Regions from separate parts of the Zea mays genome. Here region 2 is linked to region 1. The links are chromatin contacts, called in public Hi-C maps. All regions are on one chromosome and are shown on one strand. The core of a region is the stretch at or near the end of the contact, and the rest is flanking DNA. Distances in the headings are between cores, read along the strand shown. Region 1 holds the start of LOC732840 (30S ribosomal protein S9 chloroplastic-like). Region 2 holds the start of LOC100191336 (CF9).

Evidence for each region. A called contact is a pair of places that touch in the nucleus more often than the background predicts.
Region 2: a contact with region 1 is called in a Hi-C map of leaf, with 10 times the contacts expected there. The contact joins the promoter of LOC100191336 here to the promoter of LOC732840 in region 1. A contact is called at or near these places in 3 of 25 Hi-C or Micro-C datasets (ear and leaf).

What each region holds. Positions count from the first base shown.
Region 1 is chr1:287,895,196-287,900,497 of Zm-B73-REFERENCE-NAM-5.0, reverse strand. It overlaps LOC732840 (30S ribosomal protein S9 chloroplastic-like), which reads left to right and starts at 2,059. Exons shown (of 2, transcript NM_001112446.2): 1 at 2,059-2,462; 2 at 3,526-3,941. The coding sequence starts at 2,076. The coding sequence ends at 3,813.
Region 2 is chr1:288,097,332-288,102,442 of Zm-B73-REFERENCE-NAM-5.0, reverse strand. LOC100191336 (CF9) reads right to left here and starts at 3,037. Exons shown (of 1, transcript NM_001136770.2): 1 at 1,420-3,037. The coding sequence starts at 2,967. The coding sequence ends at 1,840.

The DNA of each region.
Region 1 (5,302 bases), core at 810-3,309:
TCTTTTATCTATGGCCTTATGAGCCCACGGCCCAAGCTTCGCTTACAGTCCGACTAAAGGACCTTTTTTTTTGTAGTTTCCATCTCCTTGCCCCTTTTTGCAAAACAGGAAATACGTGTGGCCACTGGCCTCATACATGAAGGGAAGACAATTGTGTTCTGCCTACCCTTGTTAAAATGTTTTCTACTCCCTCCACTCTAAAATGTCAAAATTGCGAGCCTATTTTCGTCGTCAAGTGGAGATAGATGAGATGTAAAGAAGGCTCACAATAACAAAATGACATTAAACTCTTATTAATATAATTAAGTATTCTCTCATTGTACTAATAGAAAACAGATACCTTTAATTATACAAGTGACTTTCAAGGAGTTTTACTGGCTCATATTTTGGAGGCTGCTGCAAAAGGAGTTACACCAAGATATGAAAGATGTTTGTTACGCAATGGAAGTGGTGGCAATGGATATTTTGGCAATATATGGATGGCGATTCAACACCAAAATTGAGGCTTCTTAGTTTCTTTTTGTTCATGGAAAGTTGTGCTATGTTGTTATGTTTGTTACTACTGTTGGGTTGAATATGTTAATTGTATTATGAAGCCATACACATCGTTGATGCAAAAAAGGCTATAACATGATTTTTCTTTTTTTTTACATAATCACCTAAATTACCACTCTTAATATTTCTATTGCTATTTCCAAACTATCGTCATAGCAAACAGTGGTTATTTTGTTGTAGCTGTGAAAATGTCTCAAGAGCTATAAGGAGTTGATACTAGGGTTAATGATGTTTTTATGGCCTGGCGGTGCACTCACGAGGATCAGGATCTGGAGCTAAAGAAGCAGGAGCTGGAGCTTTGCCAAACGGGCCCTAAATCTAGTGGTCTGGCAAAGACAACAAGTGAGAATCCAAAAATACATATTTTCATTAGAATAAAAATAATCAAATAAAACTTGCAATACTATAACTATTTCATGTTAGCTGGTGACTTGGTTAGGATAATTAAGTTGGAGCTTATCCAAACTCCTCATATAGGGTTACATCACGCCTTGATCGTGGGAGCAAACCAATCTATGGCTGTTGTCCCCGGTCAAAAGAAGCGCCACAAAAATGCATGATAGGATCCACACGGAAGCCAACACTCTTGTGCTCCTGTAAACCCTAGCCGCCACAATCAATACCGGGATCTAGAGCCCATGTATCCTTTGCCGCCAAGCTCCAAAGAGCCAACTGCAACTAACCCTAGACACGACGACGCTGGTGACTAAGAGGGTGTTTGGTTTAAGGAATCACTACATCCAAATTAAGGTGGTGCATCATGGGTTCATTCCTCAAATTTGGTGGGATGACCATATTCCTCATATTAGTACTAACTAACTAACTATGATGAATGAGGTAATGATGAATCAACTCATTTCATTCCACAAACCAAACAAAAATAGTGAGGAGTGAGAAGATGATGGACCTATAATTGACTATAGCCATGACACCACTGGACATGGGTAAGACGGAGGGACACTGACATATGACATGATTTCGTTGACAAATGCGGCTATGAGCATTGGCCATGAAGGTATGACATGTGTCTCCCACTTCTCTTCAATCGCACCATCCTAAGGTGTTTAATTCCACCCAACTAAAATTTAGTATCTCTCATGTTTTTATTTAAATAATAATTACGTGTATTAAATATAATCTAATTATAAAACTAATTACATATATGAAGACGTCAAGACAAGATGATTTTATTAAATCTAACTAAGATTATATTTAATATTTGTAATTATTAATTATAATTAATAGTTATATATTTGATGTGACAGTAACCAAACACCCCTACGATAATCATTGAGGTTGTATCGGATTAGCAAATTAGGCTACGATATAGTCTGGTTCTAGAGTCATAATCAAAGTATTTATAGAACAGGTTTCATAATGGCAGCACAAGAAAGATTATTTTTAAAAAGAATTGAAAATAATTAAAAAAACAGAGCTCAGAGTCTGCTTATCCCCTTCGCCGCGACGCTCCCTATCCATAGCGCCCGCTCGCCCATCAGCCCACGCGGCCACGCCGAAGTATGGCGCTCTCCGTCTCCTCCCTCGCCGCCGCCCTCTCCCACCTCTCCCTCCCATCGACCTCCACCCCCAAGCCTCACCCGGCCCCGCTCCTGCGCCTGCGCTCCACCTACCGCCGCGCTGTTAGCCTCGCGCTCCGCGCCTCCGCAGCCGAAGCCGCCGAATCGTTCGAGGCGGACCTGCCCGCCGAGGAGGTGATGGCTGTCGAGGAGGAGGCGGAGGAGGATGCGCTGTCGGGAATCGCGCTGCGAAAGTATGTGAAGCAGCGGCTGCCGGGCGGGTTCGCGGCGCAGCGGATCACCGCCACGGGCCGTCGCAAGACGGCCATCGCCCGCGTCGTGCTCCAGGAGGGCACCGGCAAGGTCTTCATCAACTTCCGCGACGCTAAGGTGCCTATCAATCCGAGAATTGCACGCACTTATTACACCAACGTCGCTCCATTATGTTGTTTGGGCCGCATTGCAATCGGTAGTACTATCCCTGTAACTCTGCAATTGGTTAATACCTTAGAATTTCAGGAGACGAATTAAACCGCTGTGGTCAAAATGCTGCAGTACTATTGTTACTGATATCTACCAATGTGCTTATTACATGCTACTTGTAGTAGTAACAACAAAGTGTCAAAGACTCTGAAGCTTTGATGCCTGGCGGTAAGACTTCTAAAAGAAATGTGGAAGAAACGGAAATGGCGATAACATAAATGCATGGAAAGCTTTCAGTTAAAAAATAAGTAGCTGGCAAGCTGAACTAAACTTTTAAAGTCAAAGTTTTGGCGACAATGACAATGTGGTTAGTGTATTTTTAGTTTTACTTCGAATTTTGGATCATTTTACATGGATAGTGTATTTACCTTGCAAAGTTTAGATATAAAACTATCTTGGCAGCAGCTATGCGGCTCTTTGCATTATCTTTGTTGCTATTGTCAACTTCAAAAGCAGGAGGCACTGAATCAGCTGTCATTTGGCCTGCTGATCTGTGTGGTTGTTATTTTGAGTTACGTTTTTCAGTTGCTTGAGGAAGAAAATATTCAAGTCCATCATGGTCTGAACTATGGACCCAAATTATGTGCTGTCTATCTGATCTCTGATCTTTTCCACGAAGGACCCTGAACAGATCTTTGAAAGCAATTGCAGTCATGATATTATCTGCAATTTGGATAGATAATGCAAAGTGCCCATCGACCTGCACCATCCTCAGTTTATAAACTTCTTAAATGCCTGAAGGATTACATACCACCGTTCCTCGACCCTATCGAGATCCAGGAACTTTGTGACTATGTTACATACCACCGTGGCACCAATTTAGACGTTCTCGTTAGGCTGGTTTGCACAAGTATACAACACAACCATTAATGTGACTGAAAGTGCAACTTCAATCAAGTCAACTGATCTAGTTGAAGATGTTTATTTGATCAACTGTGCTTACTGATTTTCTCTCTCTCGAAATACACAGGAGTATCTGCAGGGAAATCCAATGTGGATGGAGTACTGCAAGGTACCCTTGATGACTCTAGGGTTTGAGAAGAACTATGACGTCTTTGTGAAAGTACACGGGGGTGGTCTCTCAGGCCAGGCCCAGGCAATTTGCCTTGGTGTTGCCCGTGCGCTGGTGAAAATCAGCAATGCCAACAGGGTTCCTCTGAAGTCGGAAGGTTTGCTGACAAGGGACACCCGTATCGTTGAAAGGAAGAAGGCTGGTCTCAAGAAGGCACGCAAGCGGCCCCAGTTCTCAAAGCGTTGAGGACGTTCACTTGTTGCATTGCCACTTCCAGAGGCCCTTTTTTTTTCTGTCAACTGCTGTGCAAAATCTGTAATGGACACGATATATCTGTAGTGTTATTTTCCTGAAGCAAATTTCATGAGGTGGCTATCTGATTCTGCTGGTCAAGTGTATTCTGCATTGGACGAACTTATGGCCCTATGGCCCTGTTTAGCACAACTTATTTCACAACTTTTTAAAAGATTTAAACGGAAGTTGTATAATGTTTCTGTAATTACTTATCAGTTCAGCCAATTCTAAAAATGAAAAAAAAAAAACGGTAATAAGTAGAAGTTGTTTTTCACCAGCTTCTCATATAAGTTGATTTTCCGACAAGCAACAGTTGTACCCAGCAACAACATGGCCTATAATCAGCATACTAGTGTGAGTAAAGAGCGGATGTTAAATCGATTTGCACAAAACACCAGGTCTTAGGCCCTATTTGGATCCAACACATTTTGGGCCTGTGAGGTAATGCAGAGGTGACACTTTATCCAAAGCAAAATCCTACAAACTCTTTCGTTCTTGATAATAGGAGATATTGGAGAGGTGGCATATTATCCAATATAAAAATCCATAGATCCGAACACTATGGTTAGTAAGAACCCCTTAAGAATATGAATATCTGGATTCTTAGAATTTGGGTGAAATTGGACGTGGCCTTAACAGGTTGCTTCTCCAGTTCCCAGAATTTGGAACCTCTATATCTAATTTTAACCGCTAACATTTATCACTCGAGGCTCTAAACAGGCCCTAAGAAACATAAAATCAACTCCAGAGTCCAGAAGATGTTGGAGTGGAGTTGGATCAGTACCGACAAGATGGCATCCCTGATGAGAAAAGATTCGATGGAAAGAAAGGTTTCATTTGTAACCTCCACATGCATACCGTTCGTTTGCATCTGAAACTTTTTTGTTGTTTTTTTATGTTTCCTTTTACTTCGCGCTCTCGGATGTTTTGCATTATGTTTCCTGACTTGTTTGGCTCTCTGGTTTACATGTCTGACACTACTTGTCTAGCTTTTGCGAAATATTACTCGAATGAAGTTAAAACCTGCTAACAACTTATTAGCTAACCAGCAATTATCTCTAGAGGTTTGGAACGGGCCTATTGTCCCTGTAAGATCCATGGTAGCATACTAGCATTAACAGTTTACACAGGAAGTTGGGATGCTGAACCTAAAAAAAAACTATGGTAGCATTAACAGTCTATGCCTGTATTAAGCAGGAACTTGGGATGCTGACTCTCAAAACCTCTTTAGGCTTTGTTCGTTTACATCAATCCAACTCTGGATTAGTATGGATTGGAATCTATGGAGGATTTCATCCTATGTAACCGAACAAGTCCTTATTAATAATCAGAACCACATCCAATACTGTGGGCAACCATGCTAGTAAGCTTTAGTTGTGCAATGTGCGGTACAACTGCTCAGCTGTAGTTGTGCAAAAGGCACCATGTAATAAAGTCGTCG
Region 2 (5,111 bases), core at 1,788-4,287, 200 kb before region 1:
TTTTTCTATACATTTAGTGGCAACTGAATAATATTTTTGAAAATATGGACGACGAGAATCTAAAAATCTAAGGTAGGAGAAAATTCTGGATTGAGCTAGTTGAATTTGTAGATTTTCAAAAGAATTATTCAATCTATTTAGGTTTTGTTTCGATAATGGTATTCACCTTAATCCACATGTATTGAACTGGATTAGAATTTACATCACAATCCACATCAATACATGTGGATTAAGATGAATACAAAAGTATCCAAACAAGGCTTTAGTTGGAATTCCAATTTGTTGACGGTGAATCTGGCTAAAAAAACTAATCTAAATATACCACAGTTATGTACATAAAGCGAGAGAGAGAGCAAATGTTGGTGTTCAACCGTTCACGATGTCTTCGCTCTTCGGCAAGCAGTGCCAGTCGATAAGTCAATGTCAATGCTGGAGGCCTAAAGTTTCTGATTAGAATAGGGCCCCATTGGCTTTTTGGAGGCCCATTTCCAAGCACACCGTAAAAAAAGTTTCTGACCAGAACAGGGCCCCATTGCCTTTGTGGAGGCCCATTTCCAAGCATGCCCTACAAATATCTGCAATGGATGGACTGGAAATAAGGCTGGCCCGAGGCTGCTTTTGCCTTGGCCCCTCCACAAAAACCACCGTATCTATTTGGCCCATCCGCGCATATGTAGTTGTCTAGTGGACCCAAAGATCCAAGCACCACCACCACGAATAGCAGGAGGAAGGAAAGCAGATGGCTTATGGGTAGCCAGGTAAAGATGCACAGTGAAACAGAAACATGTAAGCAAGCTACTGGCATTCAAAATCCAAGTGACTTGCCAAGACAGATGAGCTCAGATCGAATTATATATTGTCAGATCAAATCATAAATATGACGCTAGTTTAGTTGCTACATTTATTTAGATTTTGCGGAAAACAGAACAGGAAGTGCTCTGGCGATGTATGGAGCATGAACAGTTGCAGAAGACATGTGGATCTACCAACAGACCGTGAACTCCTTGTCAATACGAAGAGAAAATGGCAGCTTATGTTTACTTATATAAGCAAATGAGACTATGAGAGGCACCAACAAACCAAAGTAAGTCTGAATGTTGCTCAAGTGAGTGACACTATCTGCAATACACAAGTAGAGCAACTGACAATAGATTCACCAACAATTCACCGCCTCACCGGAGTCTAGATCGGTATATCCACCATATAAATGATGCCTTAGGTGACTAGGATTTCTGAATGTTGCAAAATCAAGATCAAGAGAAGTAACAAGTAAAGAAAGGACCAGTGCGCCTGCTTCACTTATAAAGACAAAAGAAAGGGATGAAAATGTCAACCTGGTATGACTAGGATTTGTGAATATTTCAAAATTCAAGATCAAGATTCAAGATAATAAGATATCGTTTCATCGACCAACACAATACTTAAACCCCAAGCGAGTAAATAACTCGTATCATTGAAAACAAACTTGAGATCTTACATAATTCAATAATGGCGTGAAAAGGCAAGCTTTTTACATCATTGGTGACAAGATACAAAAGCACATAATTTAGTGGTCCAACTTGACCCCCCACAATATTAGTAATGCTATACTTGTTTTTTTTAAAAAAAAAGGCTTCAATAACAGCAGGCATCTAAATGCCAATTAATCCCAGGCAGTACTACAGATCAACATCTCGCTCACTAAAGTCGTGCAGACCAATCTCAAGTATACATGCATAACAGACTTATGCTGCATAATTGATCTTCTTTCCACTCTTTTCTGATTTACAGTTTAAGTATGGTTCCTACAGTTTTATACAAACAATGTGCAAAAATAGGAAAGGCAAACGATTACGCTCTTTAAGCTGCTACCAAGAGCCTAGTCCCATTCAACACATGCAAGCACAATGTAATGCAGATCGTAGCGATAACCATTGACTTATCGCTCATATACCTCACGACACGCAGCCCACTGTCAACCATAGAGTCACCACCCTTCCTTGCCCCATCTTGTAGCTTCCAAAGAACAAACTCCAGAAATGACCTCACCGTCTCAAATGTGACCCTCCCTGTAACATCAAGCACAAACTTCCTGTTGCTAGGAACTGCCAATGTGCTCGACACCCTCTCCACCCAACCTTCCCCAACTCCATTGCCATTGCCACTGCCACTACAACTATCATTTGCATCCAAGTTGTCATTAGTATTGTACAGGGCATGGTGAGTGGTCTTCACCAAAGTCTCAACCGCACTATTGCACACTGAAACAAGCAATTCCTTGACCTTGGCATCATGTTTCGGATTGGTGAGCCCTTCGAAGATCTGTTCGTAGGTGTTGATGTGGATGGTCTTGTCAATGAACTCCCTAACCGCGGTGCCCACGAAGACCTCAACCCAGGTGCTTATCGCCTTCCGGCACTTTCCAGTCGCGACCACGTTGACCCACACCGTCGGGGAGGAGGACGCCTCCCCCTGAGGTGAAGGAGCGGAGTAATAGGCGAGCACGAGATGGCGAGCGAAGCTTCCGGCAACCGCGGACGCGAGACGCTCGCCTGAATCAGAGAAGAGCTTGTCTACGAAACGATCGGAGAGGGCCACGGTACCGCCGGATCCGGGCCCGGAGCTAGAGGATCCCGCCCCGCGGAACATCCCGGAGGTTACTGCCTCGGATAGGGTGGAGACGGTGGCGGAGACCTCGGGGGAGGCAGCGAGCTTGGCCAGCTGCTTGACGCTGCGGGGGACCTCGTCCGCGTCGGACCGGACGAAGTCGGCGAGATCGGAGACCACCAGGGCCGCCGCGTCGGCGGACGACGTGGCGGCGTCGGCGATGGCCGCGACGGCGGCGGCAAGGCGCACGAGGCGGTGGCGGCGCTCCGCGACGACCGGATGGTGGTAGATCTTGTACGCGCCGACAGCCGCCGCTGCACCGGCCGCGGTGAGGAGGATCCAGCGGCGGCGGCGGCGGGAGAAGAGGACGAGGCGGTCCATCCTTGGGCGTCCCGGTCTCCGATGCCCGGGGAATAGGGTAGATGGCGATTGGCGAGGCCACGTGGGAGGTGGGACGGTGGCGCGGTGCGGCGGGTTTTTTTATGGGAGCGCGCTGGGGCCCGCGGCGGTTGTGCTCCGCGCCGTGTGAACTGTGAAGCCGTGTGCCCGTGTCCGAAAAATCCAGGACTCATCGTATCGTATCGTGTGCCACGTTTTGCGGATAAAAATGTTTAAATAGTACTCCCAACCTTCTATAATATTAGTCATTTTTTACTTTCCAAGGAGTCAACCATTTTTTGTTTTAACAAATTTATATAAGAGAATATTAATATTTATAGTACATAATTAATATCATTAGCTAGATCTTTAAATCTATATTTTAGTAAAATTATTCAAAGACACAAATGTTACTAATATCTCTACTACTATTAAGGCTGCAAGAGTAGTCGGCCATTCCCGTGTTCTGCCACCATTCCTATTCTGCCATTCTGTTCTGCCACCGTTCCTATTCACATGTCTGTCATTCTCATTCTTTATTCTGTCTTTCATATTCCCTCCTCCCGCAAAGCTCATTCCTATTCTCATTCCCCCGTACAGCTCACGTCTAGCTAAAATTAAAAAAACACATGTCCTCAAGGGGATTTGAACATGTGACCTCTTAAGCAAAGGCCAAGAGTAGCTACCACTACACCACATATGTGTTTATATCTACATCTATGATAGGAAACACATCTACTACATATCTCACCAAGCTCACTTGCTATCATTGCACAATGCGTAGTAGTAGATAAGTATCGCCGAGATTCTTGAATTAGATTTTTGGATGGAGGTAATATTATTTAAAGAAGAGCTTTGCATGCAATTTCTTTTGTTTGAATAATGTATTATACTTAAATTCATTTTTTTGCATGTGTGACATTTTTCTCCGTAATATTTTTCCATAGATCAGACTTCTGTGTCATTTTCATAAACCAACGTCAAGCATGAATCCATGTTTCTTACTTGAAACCCCGAACAAACACCATGAGCAGGAGGCACTCACGTTGGCGTCGCTCATCGATGACGAGAAGAAGCTTGGCGACTGTCAGTTCGACCTCTAGAAGCAGTCCTACGAGGTCGCATGCGCCGTTGTGTACGACAAGCTCCCGCGAAGCCACCACTTGGACGCGGTCCAGAGCAGCTGCACCGCGCTGTCCATCGTTAAGCAGGGAGGCCTCATGGTTGTCGCCAACATCGACGACTCTCGGGTTGTTCTGGACACCGCATCCGACGACGACGCCATCACGTCGTCTAGCTCATCGTCCACCTGAAGCCCAACCTACCACGTAAGTCGCTACTGACCGGACATGAATTCTTGTGCGCTGGGAGGATGGACGTTGCTGACGTTGTGTGAGTGTCCTCGAACATGATGTATGTAGTGGAGTAGCACATCTGAGAGCACCTAGAGGGGGGGTGAATTGGTGATCCTGCGAAACTTAAACTTATAGCCACAAAAACTTGTTAAGTGTTAGCACAATAATCGCCAAGTGGCTAGAGAGGAGTCTCAACAAAACACAATACCACAAGAGATCAATCACAGAGATGACACAGTGGTTTATCCCGTGGTTCGGCCAAGACCAACGCTTGCCTACTCCACGTTGTGGCATCCCAACGGACGAGGGTTGCAATCAACCCCTCTCAAGCGGTCCAAAGACCAACTTGAATACCACGGTGTTTTGCTTTGCTTATCTTTATCCCACTTGCGAGGAATCTCCACAAATTGGAGTCTCTCGCCCTTACACTTAAAGTTCACAAAGAAGCACGGAGTAAGGGAGGGAAGCAACACACACAAATCCACAGCAAAATGCGCACACACACGGCCAAGAATTGAGCTCAAAAGACTATCTCAAAGTTCTCACTAGAACGGAGCTCGAATCACTGAGAATGACAAACGAATGCGCAAAGACTGAGTGTGGATGATCAAGAATGCTCTAAAGTTGCTTGGTGTTGTCCTCCATGCGCCTAGGGGTCCCTTTTATAGCCCCAAGGCAGCTAGGAGCCGTTGAGAGCAAATCTGGAAGGCCAATCTTGCCTTCTGTCGTCGGGTGCACCGGACAGTCCGGTGCACACCGGACACTGTCTGGTGCCCGATTTCCTTCCTAAAA